Linked DNA regions of Sus scrofa: region 1 is linked to region 2. A link is a contact called in public Hi-C data. All regions are on one chromosome and are shown on one strand. Each heading gives the region's core, a stretch centred on a gene start, on an enhancer-like site or on the middle of the called end of the contact. The rest is flanking DNA. Distances are from core to core; before and after follow the strand shown.

What was found. A called contact is a pair of places that touch in the nucleus more often than the background predicts.
Region 1: a Hi-C map of liver shows a contact between it and region 2, with 2.7 times the contacts expected there. The contact joins the promoter of TMEM87B here to the promoter of TTL in region 2. A contact is called at or near these places in 4 of 47 Hi-C or Micro-C datasets (heart right ventricle, liver and skeletal muscle) and 1 of 2 datasets of contacts at active chromatin or transcription factors (alveolar macrophages).

Annotation. Positions count from the first base shown.
Region 1 is chr3:44,324,855-44,332,289 of Sscrofa11.1, reverse strand. TMEM87B (transmembrane protein 87B) reads left to right here and starts at 4,520. Exons shown (of 20, transcript XM_021087028.1): 1 at 4,520-4,801. The coding sequence starts at 4,658.
Region 2 is chr3:44,019,310-44,025,948 of Sscrofa11.1, reverse strand. TTL (tubulin tyrosine ligase) reads left to right here and starts at 3,338. Exons shown (of 7, transcript NM_001004041.1): 1 at 3,338-3,695. The coding sequence starts at 3,539.

The DNA.
Region 1 (7,435 bases), core at 3,271-5,770, 310 kb before region 2:
CAATGTAAAAGGGCTTACTTCATTTTCTTCAAGGAGTTTTATAGTTTCAGTTCTTATGACCAAGTCTTTAATCCATTCTGTGTTGATTTTTGTATATGGTATAAGATAAGGTCCAGTTTCATTCTTTTGCATATAGATATCCAGTTTTCCCACTTATTGAAAAGATATCCTTTCCCCACTGATCATAAATGCATGGGTTTATTTCCAGGGTCTCTATTCTGTTCCATTGACCTATGTGTCTGTTTTATGCCAATAACATACTGTTCTGTTTACTACAGCTTTGTAATATAGTTTAAAATTAGGAAGTGTGATGCCTCCAGTTTTGTTCTTCTTTCTCAAGATTGCATTGGCTATCTGGAGTCTTTTGTGTTTCCATACAAATTTTAGGATTTTTCTATTTTTGTGAAGAAAAATTGGAATTGTGATAGGGATTGCACTGAATCTGTAGATCACTTTTGGGGGGATGGACATTTTAACAATAATAATACTTTCAATCCAGGAATCTTTCAATCATTTCTCTGTTGTCAAGGGCTTTGTAGTTAATAGATATTGTTTATTTACTCCCACTGATATCAACCACAGTTGCAAAAGTGCTTCTCTCTCAGTTGACACCTGCGGCTTCATGGAAGATCATATTTATGATCAGCTGTTGGAGAGGTTAAAAGTCTAAGCTCAGTGCACGGATGGATCAGCTCCACAGGGGCAAGTTCAAAACGGATAGCAGCTGCACTCTAGTCTTACTTAGGGGTGGCCTTGAAAGATAAGAGTGAGGAAGATATCCTTCCAGTGTTCCCAGGTTGGGGCATGGGACCGAGCTTTAGGCAATGCATCTGGTTATTCATCTCTTATGGAAAGAAAAGTTGTCCAAAGTTGAAACATATATGGATGTATGTGCAGTGGTTAATGGCTTAGCCAGCTAGTCAGGAATCTGGGAGGAAAAAATCAGAAGATTTGGGACAAGGAGGTCTGGGATAGAGGCATGTGAGTGGATCAACGGAAAAGGACACAAAGTGTCCTTTGTTAATAATTCTAACAGGAGCACCTATGATGGAGGAGGCACTAAATGGAGATGTGAAGGTAACCACTACCATTACATCTTTTATTTATTTAAATTCCTTAATATATTTACTGCAATTTTTAGAAGAATAATAAACACATTACAATAGAGTGTTAGGCAGGCTGACACACTGCTTAAACAGGTTAGAGGGGATAATTTGATTTGCAAAACAAATGCAACACGGTAGCATGAATATATAGCATGCAGGGCATTCAAACCCGCCATTTATAAAATCCCAAAGAGCAGTGGCTCTTTTTTTCATGTGATTCTCAGCAACGAACCTACATTTTTATTCTGTTTCTGCCAATAATTTAGCATGGCCTTAGGTTGTGGTCTAAACGGCATTCGAATGATCTTTATACGACAAGATGAAGAAAGATGAGAAAAATCAATTTCTATGCCCTAAAGACATAACTACTACCACTGAATTTCACCAGACCTCAGTTGCTTCGTAGTACCACTGCATCTTTTAAAAGCAACACTGGAGTTCCCTGATGGCTCAGTGCATTAAGGATCTGGTATTGTCACTGATGTGGCTTGGGTCGCTGCTGTGGTGAGGGTTCAATCCCTGGCCTGGGAACTTCTGCATGCCATGGGTGTGGAGGAAAAAAAGTAGCACTAATTTCTGCCATTCCCCCCAGGAGACAAAATGGTTTGGTTAGCAGGCCAGATTCAGAAGTTTCTACTTGGCCTTCCCCACTATCACAGCTCTCATCCTAGACACCAAGGACCAGGGTGAGGTTGTGCCAGCTATCAATTATGTGTATACACTCTGGAGCCAGGAAAATTACCGCGATGTGTTCTGTGTACCCAGGTGACTCTGTTTATTACCTGGGCCCTTATGCCTCCTTTTCTAATAGGTAGCCAATACCAACTATGATTCTGTCTGCAAATTCCTTGAATTGTTTGGGTATTTCCTGTCCCCAGGGTACAGCTACCTGAGTAAACTGACCCTTTGTGAAGACGACTGGTCCTGGATCTCCCAATTTTTCTCCTCTTCCTCCAGATGTTCCACATTTCATTTATTCCAGCCTTAACCCCACTCCTTCCTAAGCTCCAATATCTAATCAATTACCAAGGCTTTCTTAATTTAAAATCTTCATTTCCCATATCCCTGGCATCCATCCAAATCTCCATCCTCATAACTGCTTCTATAGCTGAGGCCACCATCTCTTAATTACTGTAATTTATTCTCAACTGGTCATACAAATTATTGAAATATTCTTAACTGGTTATCTTATTGCCCTCTTTCACAGTTTTCATAGAACAACAAAAATTATCTTTTTGATCACCTCATTCTCCTTGCTTAAAAACCACTGTTCAAAAAAAAGAAAAGAAAGAAAGGAGATTCCATCATGGTGCAGCAGAAATGAATGAAATGAATCAGACTAGGAACCATGAGGTTGCAGGTTCCATCCCTGGCCTCGAAAAGTGGGTCAAGGATCTGGTGTTGCCATGAGCTGTGGTGTAGGTTGCAGACATTGCTTGGATCTGATGTTGCTATGGCTGTGATAGCTGTAGCTCCAACTGTACCCTTAGCCTGGGAACCTCCATATGCATCCGGCTCAACCCTAAAAAGCAAAAAAAAAAAAAAAACAAAAACAAAAAACACTGTTGCCCCTCTGATGTTCTTAGACTAAAGCGCTATCTTCCTATCCAGGCTTAGGAGGAGCTGGATATTTCTGCACTGTTTAAATTTCTCACTCTTGCCAAGGTCCATCTGATACCAATACCTAGTCATTTGGTAGGTCTTTTTGTTCCTCCAAGCCTTAACACAGGCTTTCCTCTCTTTCCTAAAACACCTTCAAATCTACCCCTGGCTCCCACAACTAACTCACCGTTAACTCTTCCTAGGACTTAAATGATCTCATGTCCTCTCCTTCCACCAGCCTTACCTTCTAAATCTCTGGTGGATGCTCTTGTGTGATCTCTCCACACTTGTTATTCGTACCCATATAGACTGAGCACACTGTCTGTCTCCTGGGAAAGGCATGGATGGAATGCACCTGCAGTCTTTGTACCTATTAGGTTCTCAATAATTACTGGCTGAAAAACTGGCCAGGTCCTCTTAACTATAAATAGATCCTATCTTACATTAATGACACGGTTAAATTGTTAGGGAACCACTGACTGGAACAACCCACTATGGCCAGACACGGTAATAGACTCTTGCAGGAGTTGTTTCACAATAGGAGGGTTTGATAAGGAATGTGGTTCTGCCCTGAAGTCTAACAGGGCAGAATTTGGGAGGGAGGAGACAACCAGCCTCCCAGGATCCTTGGCGCTGGAATCCATCTTGGCTGAGAGGTGCCAGTCACCAAGGACCCTGAGCTTGGTGACCAAATATGGGACAAGCAAGATGATTGGCCAGAGACAACCCAGTATCCCTTCCCAATAAAGTCTTATAAAGTCTTTTTTTTTTTTTTTTTTTCTTTTTAGAACCGCACCTGCAGCATTTGGAGGTTCTCAGGTGAGGGATTGAAATGGAGCTGTAGCTGCCAGGCTATGCCACAGCCACAGCAACTCAGGATCCGAATTGCATCTGCGACCTACACCACAGCTCACCGCAACGGATTCTTAACCCAGTGATCGTGGCCAGGGATCCAACTCACATGCGCATGGATTCTAGTCGGATACGTTTTCACTGAGCCACAAAGGGAACTCCCCAATAAAGTCTTTTGCTTTGTCAGCTTATGCGTCTCCTCGGACAATTTATTTCCCAGTGTCGGACAAGAGGCAATACTCAGGCTCTTGGAAGGTATCCAGCTTCCTGCAACAAAATCAGGATTTTATTCTCCCTCTGGACATTATTTACATTTAAAAATAAACTACCATAGTTCTCTTTGGCAAGAGATTTATTTAGCTTTCACAGTCAAAAATGCCTGAAGTACACAATTAGACCCAAGCTCTGCCCCTCAGAGATTTAAGCAATCGGGGAACTTTATTTGTTCTGAAAATTATTAACTGTCCTACAGACATGGCATTACACACACAATACAATGCCTTGGGTTCAACTGACCCTACCTCAAAGCACTTTCCCGGCACTTACGGTGAATTTAGAGGACAGTTTGTTTCCCTCGTGCTGAGGTGACTGTAGTACTGGCAAACGGAGAGAATTCAAGAAAATGAAATAAAGCAAAACCTTAGCTAGCAACTCCTCCCTACGCATCCGTCCACAACCCCACGGAGCCTGAGATCTGAGCCTCCCGCCTGGGGCGGAAGCAGAAACCAGCTAGGGCAGGATTCTGAGCCCCGCCTCCCCAAGCCCCGCCCCCCGACCCGGCCCTGAGACCCACCCCTTGCCCCCATACCCACCCCCTCCTCCGTAGCCGCCAGATTCAGAGCCCCGCCTCCTCCCCGGCCCCGCCCCCCATATTGGCCCCGCCCTCACGCTCCGACCCTCCTCCCCCGCCCGCACCCGTTCTTTCCACGCTCTGGCCCCGCCTCCAGCTCCACGCAGTGGCCGGCCTCGAGCCCCGCCTCCATGTCCCAGCCACACTTCCCGGACCCGAGCCCGCCTCCCAGGGGCGGAGCTGCACCTGGTGCGGGCCCCGGGCTTGGCGGGCGTCACGGAGCGCCAGGTGCGGATTCCGCGTCAAGATGGCTTCTGCCGCACGAGCTGGGTTCTGGTTCCTTCCCACCGGGGGTCCGGTGCTGCGCGTCGCCCTCTGCCTTCTGTGCTGGGGTCCGGCGGCTGTGGGCGCTGTGCCCGAGCTTGGACTCTGGGCAGCGACGGTCAATGACGTAAGTGGAGCGTCGGCACCAAGGAGACGCACCTCTCCGGTCCTCAGGGTGTTCCCGGGGCTCGCCGGGGACCCAGCTTATTCCTCTGACCGGGCCTGCTCCGGGTGCCCTAATACGCTCTCTGGGCCTTTTGTCTCCCCTGGCCCGACCTAGGGAGAAAACCAGTCAAGCTTGTGTGCAGGGAACGGCTCTCCCTTCGGAGCCCTGTTCCTGTTCCTGAGGATCACCTTTCTCGACGGCCTGGTCCCTCGCTCCGCCCGGACACGCCCTGGCTAGATCGGGTCCTCGTTTATTCAGACCTGAGCCCAGAACCCCTCGGCACTCCCAGGGGCATCTTTGGATTTGACCCTTCTTCGTGCCCGGGTGCAGCCACAGGGCCACACCCGTGAGGCCTCAGGGAGGACTTGCCCGGCTTCAGTTTCCGCGTACATTTAGAAAGAGCATGTGCCGCTTTCTTTCTTACTCTTTTTTTTCCCCCCTTAAATGACAGTGGAACATGCAGTAGTCACCCCACCCCTCTTTCCCTATTTTGGGGCTCCTGGATTTCTCTCGGCCTCCTATCACAGCTCCGAGAGTATATGTGTGTGGGGAGTTGGGGCGGAATGTGTAATTAAAGGATATTTGCGAGCTAGTCTGGAGGCATGAATGCGTGGAAACTCTTCCTTTCCAGGGCAGGCCATTTGAGAACTTGGCATCAAGTAGTTACATGAGGTGATGTGGGAAGAATGCAGGGGTAGAATTTTGGAAAGATTTGCTAAAGAAGAGACAGGAAGTTGAAGAGGCTTTATGTCCTGCTCTTTTAGAGTAAGATGATTCGTCCAGTTGTTTGAGATGAGTATTTTTCCCATGTATAGAAACGTCCGAATTCTAAAGGCAAAACTTATATTTCGATTTCCTCAGCCAGAAAAAGAAAGTAGCACGAGAGGCTACAAATTCTTCCTACAACACAAACCTACCTGGGAGAGTAGATGTCCTTCTGTTTTTGTTTTTGTTTTTTTTGTCTTTTTGCCATTTCTTGGGCCGCTCCCGCGGCATGCGGAGTTTCCCAGGGTAGGGGTCGAATTCGAGCTGTAGCCTCTGGCCTACACCAGAGCCACAGCAACGTGGGATCCGAGCCGCATCTGTGACCCACACCACAGCTCACTGCAACGCCGGATCCTTAACCCACTGAGCAAGGCCAGGGATCGAACCCACAACCTCATGGTTCCTAGTCGGATTCGTCATCCACTGCGTCAGGACGGAAACTGAATTTTTAAGACCCAGTGCTACCATTTCTTCTAGGATTCTTCTGGGTTGCTGCCCTATTTTGTGTGCTGGTGATAGAACCTGCATATCTACATTATTGAATTTCTCTGAACAGTAATTTCATGCAGTTTCTTTGAATTTCATGCCGCTTCTGTAGTGTATGGTCAGTAGCATAAACTAAGTCTGAATATATTGGAAGTGAATCAGCTGTGAACAGACTGCTTGACCGTATCTATAAAAGTCTTTACCCAGTATACTTGGATGGTGAGATTCCAGAGGCCATGAGGAGAGAATGCCATTGCTTCCTCTATAAGGAAGATAAATTTTTCTTTGGGTCCCACATAATCTTTAGTCCTATGTGCCAGTAGCAGCCCATAAAGCTCTTTTTTGCCAAGAGTAGATGGATTTTTTTTTCCTATTTCAAGTTATCAATACTTGTTCTTCAGAACAGGAAAGTAGAGTTTTATTTGTACTACAAATCTATCAAGAAATGGTTCCTTTTTAAAATTTTTTAAAAATTAAAGTATAGTTGGTTTATAGTGTTGTGCCACTTTCTACTGTACAGCAAAGTGACTCAGTTATATGTATATATATACACATTCTTTTATAATATTCTTTTTCATCATGGTCTATCCCAGGAGATTGCATATAGTTCTCTGTGCATCAGGACCTCATTGCTTATCCATTGCAAATGTAATAAATAGTTTGCATCTACTAACCCCAAACTCCCAGTGCATCCTCCTTGGCAACCACAAGTCTGTACTCTTATGTCTGCGTGTTAGTTTCTGTTTAGTAGTTAGGTTCCTTTGTGCCATATTTTAGATTTCACATATAAGCGATGTCATATGGGGGAGTTCCCACTGCGGTGCAGTGGAAACAATCTGACTAGGAACCATGAGGATGCAGGTTTGATCCCTGGCCTCGCTCAGTGGGTTAAGGATCCAGTGTTGCCGTGAGCTGTGGTGTAGGTCACAGAAGTGGCCCGGATCCTGCGTTGCTGTGGCTGTGGTGTAGGCTGGCAGCTGCAGCTCCAATTAGACCCCTAGCCTGGGAACCGCCATATGCTGCAGATATGGCCCTAAAAAGCAATAAATAAATAAATAAATAAGTGATGTCATATGGTATGTCTTTCCCTTTCTGTCTTCACTTGTTATGATAATCTCTAGTTGCATCTATGTTGCTGCAAATGACATTGAGAAATGGTTCCTTTGGTTGTAAAGGTCAATAGCGCCTACTCTGTGCCAGGCACTGCACTGGCCATTGCTGTTGCAAGGATGAATATTAGACACAGTCTTCTCTTTCAAGAAGCTCACATAGTAGTAGAGACAGCAATTTCATAAGTAGTAATGACATGCATGGTGGCATTCTTTGGTTATTACTAGAGCACTG
Region 2 (6,639 bases), core at 2,089-4,588:
CAGAGATCAAGAATCCTCATGCTATTTTATAGACTCTTGTCAAATTCACTAGCAAAATAATAATAATTCTTATTCTTTCTCATGTCTTCAGGATTTCTAGTGATGTCTACTTTTTTTGTTTTAATATTGGTTATTTGTGCTTCCTTTCATTTTTCTTTGTCTTTCTTTAATGCATAACAATTTAAATTGTCTTTTAAAAAATTAAAAACCTCAGATAAACAATAAGGATTTACTTTACAGCACAGGGAACTATATTCAAGACCATGTAATAACCTATAATAGAAAAGAATCTGAAAAAATATATGTGTGGACATCTGAAACTAATACAATATTGTGAATCAACTACACTTCAATAATAAAGAAGCAGCCTTTTGGCTTAGCTGATTTCTTTATTGTATATTTATTTTCTATTCTCTGGGCTTCTTCCCTTGTCCTTTCTTTCCTTCCACTTACTCTGAGTTTGATTTGATATTCTTTTCTAGTTTCATGAGATGAAAGCTTAGATCACTGATTTTCAGTTTTTCTTCTTTTTATAACATATATACTATAGACTGTAAATTTCCACTTAAGCACAGCTTTAACTGTGTTCTACCAGTTTTGACACACCATAACTTTGTTACCATTCAGTTAAAAAGTTTTTTCATGCTATTGTGATTTCTTCATTGACTCATGGGCTATTTGGAAGGGTTTTACTAACTTCCAAGCAGCTTGATTCCACTGCAGACAGAGAAAGTGCTCAGAATTATTTCAGTCCTTTGAAATGTGTTGAGGATTGCTTAATGACCCAGCATAAATTCTGGTAAATTTCTTTCAACTTTTTGTGGCACTATTGTTATTGATTTTGTATCCTGTCTCTAGGAGAAGAAGAGGCATGTCCAAATCTTAAGAAATACCCATCACTTCATTTACATCATGTGGCAAGAACATATTCATAATCCGCATACAGGCCTGATGCAAAGTAGGATAGGAAGCTGAATTCTTAGACAAGTTTTCCCCTCTGTAATATAGCAATAAAGCTGCATGCTGTCCCACAGTCTTCCAGGAGAGAGAGGCTCTCTCCATAGCTCAGGTAGAAAAATCCCAGAGAGAATCAGTTCAGCAAATTTGGATCACTAGCCTGTGTTTTACCATCACAATGGCAAAAGGGTGGAAATGGACCAAGCCTGAGTACTCATTTTCCTGTGCCCATATGGATAGTGTAGAGTTCCTGTTGTGGCTCAGCAGTAACGAACCCGACTAGTATCCATGAGGATTCGGGTTTGATCCCTGACGCCGCTCAGTGGGTTAAGGTCACAGATGAGGCTTGGATCTGGTGTTGCTGTGGCTGTGGCATAGGCCAGTAGGTACAGCTCTGATTCAACTCCTAGCTTTAGAACCTCCATATGCTGCTCGGTGTGGCCCTAAAAAGCAAAACAAAACAACAATGGACAGTGTCAATGCCACCAGAATCACACAAAACAGGTTTCCAGGGGAAAGATGAGTTTTATTATTAAGAAAAGGGGATAAGGGGTGCTGCTGGACAAAACAATACCAAAAATGATGTTCACTACAAAATATGGGTGGGGATAAAAAAGGAGAAAAGTATCTACTGTATTTGCAAATACAGAGGTTACAGGAGTTCCTAATGAAATTCACAGCAGAGAGAGTAGCGGGCCTGTAGGGGAGAGTGGGTGGTGCAGGAGGGTGAAAGGACCCAGGCATGCTGAAAGTAGGTATCACTTTCAAGATGACTGGCTGTGAAGAGAAGCAGCCACAACGTTTTGGCCTGAGTTCTCTAAAAAGGTAGTCCTGGTATAACGATTTGAGGTTTACTGCGAAAGTGACCCCAAGACAGGTGGGATAGAAAACCGGAAAAGGAGGGAACCTAACAAGAGAAGATGCAGAAAGGAGTAAGTTGCAGCTGCGGACAATCAGAACTCTTCTGCAGCGACCTTGAAATAGAGCGTAGGATATATGCCTCCCGGCAGATTCATTCTCTGGAGGTTAGGAAGCCGGGCACTAGATACCCGCATTCCTCAGGGATGTCGGATTGCTGGGACGGGTGTGAAGGAACGTCATCATTACAGCACTCCTGGGTCTTGCCCCATTTCTCCTCTAAGCGAGCTTCCCATGGCCAGTGGAGCCTATGGGCAAAATGGAAGAAAGGAGGGCAATTTTACAATATAAGTAGATACCATGAGCACAGGGAGAGCAGGACAGGAAAGGTCGCAGGATATTCTTTCTCTAAAGAGTAAGACATCGGAAGCACATGGGTGATGTAGCTAATTTTTGAGGAAGTGTAGGAAGTTTGCGGGAAATCTGGTAGAGTCCTCTCTCTATTCCTCAAAATGCACCAAAAATGTTTCCTAAAAGGAAGTCAGGTAGGATCAGAACCAAGGGACTTTAAAGAACCTCCTTCCGGAGTTCCCGTCATGGCGCAGTGGTTAACGAATCCGACTAGGAACCATGAGGTTGAGGGTTCGATCCCTGGCCTTGCTCAGTGGGTTAAGGATCCGGAGTTGCCGTGAGCTGTGGTGTAGGTCGCAGACGCGGCTCGGATCCTGCGTTGCTGTGACTCTGGTGTAGGCCAGTGGCTACAGCTCCGATTAGACCCCTAGCCTGGGAACCTCCATATGCCACAGAAGCGGCCCTAGAAATGGCAAACAACAACAACAAAAAAGAACCACCTTCCGCCAACTCAGAAGGGGAAATCGGTCCGGAGGACGAAAAGCGAGTGGCCCAGCGCCGGTAAACGGCAGGGCGGAGTCCAGGGATCCTAGGGTCTGTGTGTGATCGGCGAATCTGAAGTCACCCCCTGGCTATGCACCATCCAGGAGGTCTCAGCAGGCTACGGAAGCATTCGACCCAAACGAAACCAACAGCCGCTTCTACGCCTCGGGTTCTCTGCGGTCCTTAAGCAGGAAAGTAAAAGAAGCCCATTTTGGACAAAGAATGGGGACTTACAACTTTCTGTTTTCATCCAGAAAACGTCCCTTTGAAAGAGTAGGTTGAAAACTACCAGAACAAGCCCTAAAAAGGGATCTTCCTCTGGCACCGCCCCCTTGGCCGTGACCCCGGGCTCGGGAGGACCGCCCCAGCTTCCGGTCCCACTCAGGGGCCTGTTCGGGAAGCTGAGGCTAAAGCCGCGCCCCCTCCTCCAGCCCCCGCACCATCTGCAGCTGGCAGCCCGCTCAGAGAGGGAGCCTGGCGCGCCCCCCGCGCACAGGCCCCCTCCCATCCGCCCGCCCTGGAGCCGGCCGCGCGGAATCACGGGGCGGAGGCGGAGCCGCGCCGACAGTGGGCGCGGCGTCGGGGCTGCGCTCGCTGCTCTGGCAGACGCGCGGGCGCCCGGGCGCCCGCGGCCGGCTACCCTAGAAGCGTGAGGGGCGGGCGCCCAGGCCGCTGGCGGGGGCGCGGCTGGAGCGTGTGGGGCGGGGCCGGCGGGGCCGACGGGTCGGGAGCGCGGCAGTCGCCCCGGCTGGTCCCACGCTGAGCAGCCGCTTGGCCGGCTGTTTCCTGCAGCGGCTGCAGGGGTGGCCCCGGCGCGCGGCCCTTCACCATGTACACCTTCGTGGTGCGCGACGAGAACAGCAGCGTTTACGCCGAGGTCTCCCGGCTGCTGCTCGCCACCGGCCACTGGAAGAGGCTACGGCGGGACAATCCCAGGTTCAACCTGATGCTGGGAGAAAGGAACCGGCTGCCCTTCGGGAGACTGGGTGAGCTTCCCCGTTTCGCGCCCTCCCGCTCCTCCCGGTAGAACGGGCGCTTTTGTTTTAAGGTCAGAAACCTTCCCTCCGTCGTTTCTCGGGCAGATAGATAAAAAATGCATCCCTTAAAGGACTAAGCCCATCGTTTTTCGTGCCTTCTCATCTCCTAAATCGGATTCGGGGCGGGAATGTAGGTGCGGGCTCCTGGAGCCGCGGCTGCCTCTTTACCATGACCCGTCCCTGCAGCCGGGGGCGGGGAGCCCAGGCCTCGCGTCTCCCGGATTCCCCAGGCCCGACGTCCCCAAATCCGGCAGGTCCGCTGGACAGATCGCCGGGCGGGGCGCGGCTACGCGGAGCCCGCTGCTGAAATCTCGCCGGAGTCCTCTTGCACATTTTCTTCACTAAGGATCCTGCCCTGCCTATGTTGGCGCGGGAGGGGAGCTTGTGTGTGTTGAAAACCCTGAGGATTCAGCTACCCAGAGGCTCAGTTAAACTGTCAAAGGATTTGGAAGAGACCTGGATTCTGAAAGCCTGAGCTTCAGCAGTGAGCCCAGCCCAGGGAAGGGCGGAAGGGTGTCTTCTCTTAGCTTCACCAAAGAACACATTCTCACGATCGTGGGTTGAATGCAGATGGTAGGTGACGCTGGATTCTCAGCCCTACTCTCTCTGCGGGAGTTACCTTCATTCACGTGGTTGAAGCTGGCACCACCGCGTCTACATCTTCCTCTGGAGGAAGGTGCTGGGGAAGCAGAGGACCGGCGGCTCCTTTTTAGATGATGTAAACCAGAAGTTGTGCACAGCACTTCAGACTCACATCCCATTGACCTGAACGTAGTCTCACGGCCTCTGACTGCACAGTCATGGGGGAATTGCAGCCTCACTAGGGGTAGCCATGTTCCCTGCCAGAAATTCCCCTGGGGTGGGGACCTGATCATATTGCCAGAGACAAATCCGTCAAGAGGAAAAGTCATCCCTGCCTTGGAGGGCTTCTCAGAGAGCCGTGTTCTATGTCCGGAGAGGGTACGGTTTTTAGAAAATAGGTGTGGTCAGAGGGTGGAGAGGTTGAATAGGGAAAGACTGAAAATAGACCATTTGGAATTGACTAGCCCTTGATGGGCTTATGGGGGGGGGACTGTAATGATTTGAGGGATGAAGGGTATTTCTACTTAGGCTTGCTGAAACTTTTTCTTTGGGAAAGGACCACCGACAACTTTCTATTGTTGTACAAGTGTGCCATGTATGATGAGGACTCCATGGAAGGGCTGATTCCAACCCCTAGAAGTCTTGGAATACAGAGAATGTGCCTGGAAGTTCCCTTTTGCGAAACTGTCTCCCCAGGAAGCCCTCAGCAAAAGAAGAAACCCTGAGTATAGTCGAGAATGTTTATTTCTGACTTGTTCTGTATGCTTCCCTGCCTGACTGACTTTCCTCCTTGAACTGAGCAGTGCCCGGCGGTCAGAGCTTAGGTGGAATCCTAAAATTAAAAGCTGACGAAAAATGGCTCTGTGGGGGCTGCAGCAGGGGTGGTTGGCACTGCTGCGAGGTTCCAGGTGAGGGAGAAAGAGACCAAACCTAGAGGGTCCAAATCCTAAACAGTGACCGTGAAGTCAGCAGATGATCAGTAAACATTTATTTGTTTTTTGGCTGCACCTGTAGCATGCAGAAGTTCCCAGGCTGGGGGTAGAATCTGAGCCGCAACTGTGACCTGTGCCACAGCGGTGGCAACACCAGATTCTTAACCCATTGCACCATAGTAGGAGCTTCAGTAAACTTTTTTTTTTTTTTTTTTTCTCTTTAGGGCCACACCTGCAGCACATGGAAGGTCACAGGCTAGGGGTTGAATTGGAGCTGCAGTTGCTGGCCAATGACACAGCCACAGCATTTTGGGACCTGAGCCACATCTTTGAACTGCACCACAACTTGCAGCAATGCCAGATCCTTAACCCACTGAGCAAGGCCAGAAATTGAACCTGCATCTTCATGGATACTAGTTGGATTCTTAACCTGCTGAACCACAGTGAGAACTCCAACATTTAATTTTTATGGGAAAGAAAATGGCATCCCACAACCAGATGGTTATTGGCCTTCCCTGTTAGAAATATTTACGTTTTGCTTGAAGTACACTGTGTGAAACCCAAAGAGATGGCCCAGCCTGTAAAGGTTCAGGAATGCCAGTGCCATGGGGATAAGAAGGTAGGCAGTTCAAGTATGAACCAGCCATCAGTCCCAGAGAGACCAAGAGAGCTAGTCAGTGCCTGAAACTTTTTACTTAATTGTATGCTGTTCTCAGATGAATTATTCTTACCTCTGGCATCTTCAGTTTAAACTCCCTTTGTTTGGTTCTACTTTTATTTGTGCTGCTGAAAACTCTATGCATTTTCTTATGATGTTAAACAAAAATGGAGACTTTTGGAGTTCCTTGGTGGCTCAGCAGGTTAACGGTCCAGAGTTGTCACTGCTGTGGCTTTGGTTACTGATGTGGCAAGAGTTCAATCCCTGGCTTGGAAACCTCTACATGCTACAGTGTGACCGAAAAAAAAAAAAAAAAAAAAAATTTGAGGAGTTCCTGTCGTGGCGCAGTGGCTAACGAATCCCACGAGGAACTGTGAGGTTGCGGGTTTGATCCCTGGCCTCGCTCAGTGGGTTAAGGATCCGGTGTTGCCATGGTGTGGTGTAGGTCTCAGACGTGGCTCGGATCCCACGTTGCTGTGGCTCTGGCATAGGCCAGCGGCTACAGCTCCAATTAGACTCCTAGCCTGGGATCCTCCATATGCTGTGGGAGCAGCCCTAGAAAAGACAAAACAAAAAAACAAACAAACAAACAAACAAAAAACTTTGATGCTTTTGTAGAGATTATCATATTGAGTGAAGTAAGTGTGGCAGAGAAAGACAAATATTATATGCTGTCACTTATGATTGTATGGTTCCACTTATGTAGAATCCAAACAATAGT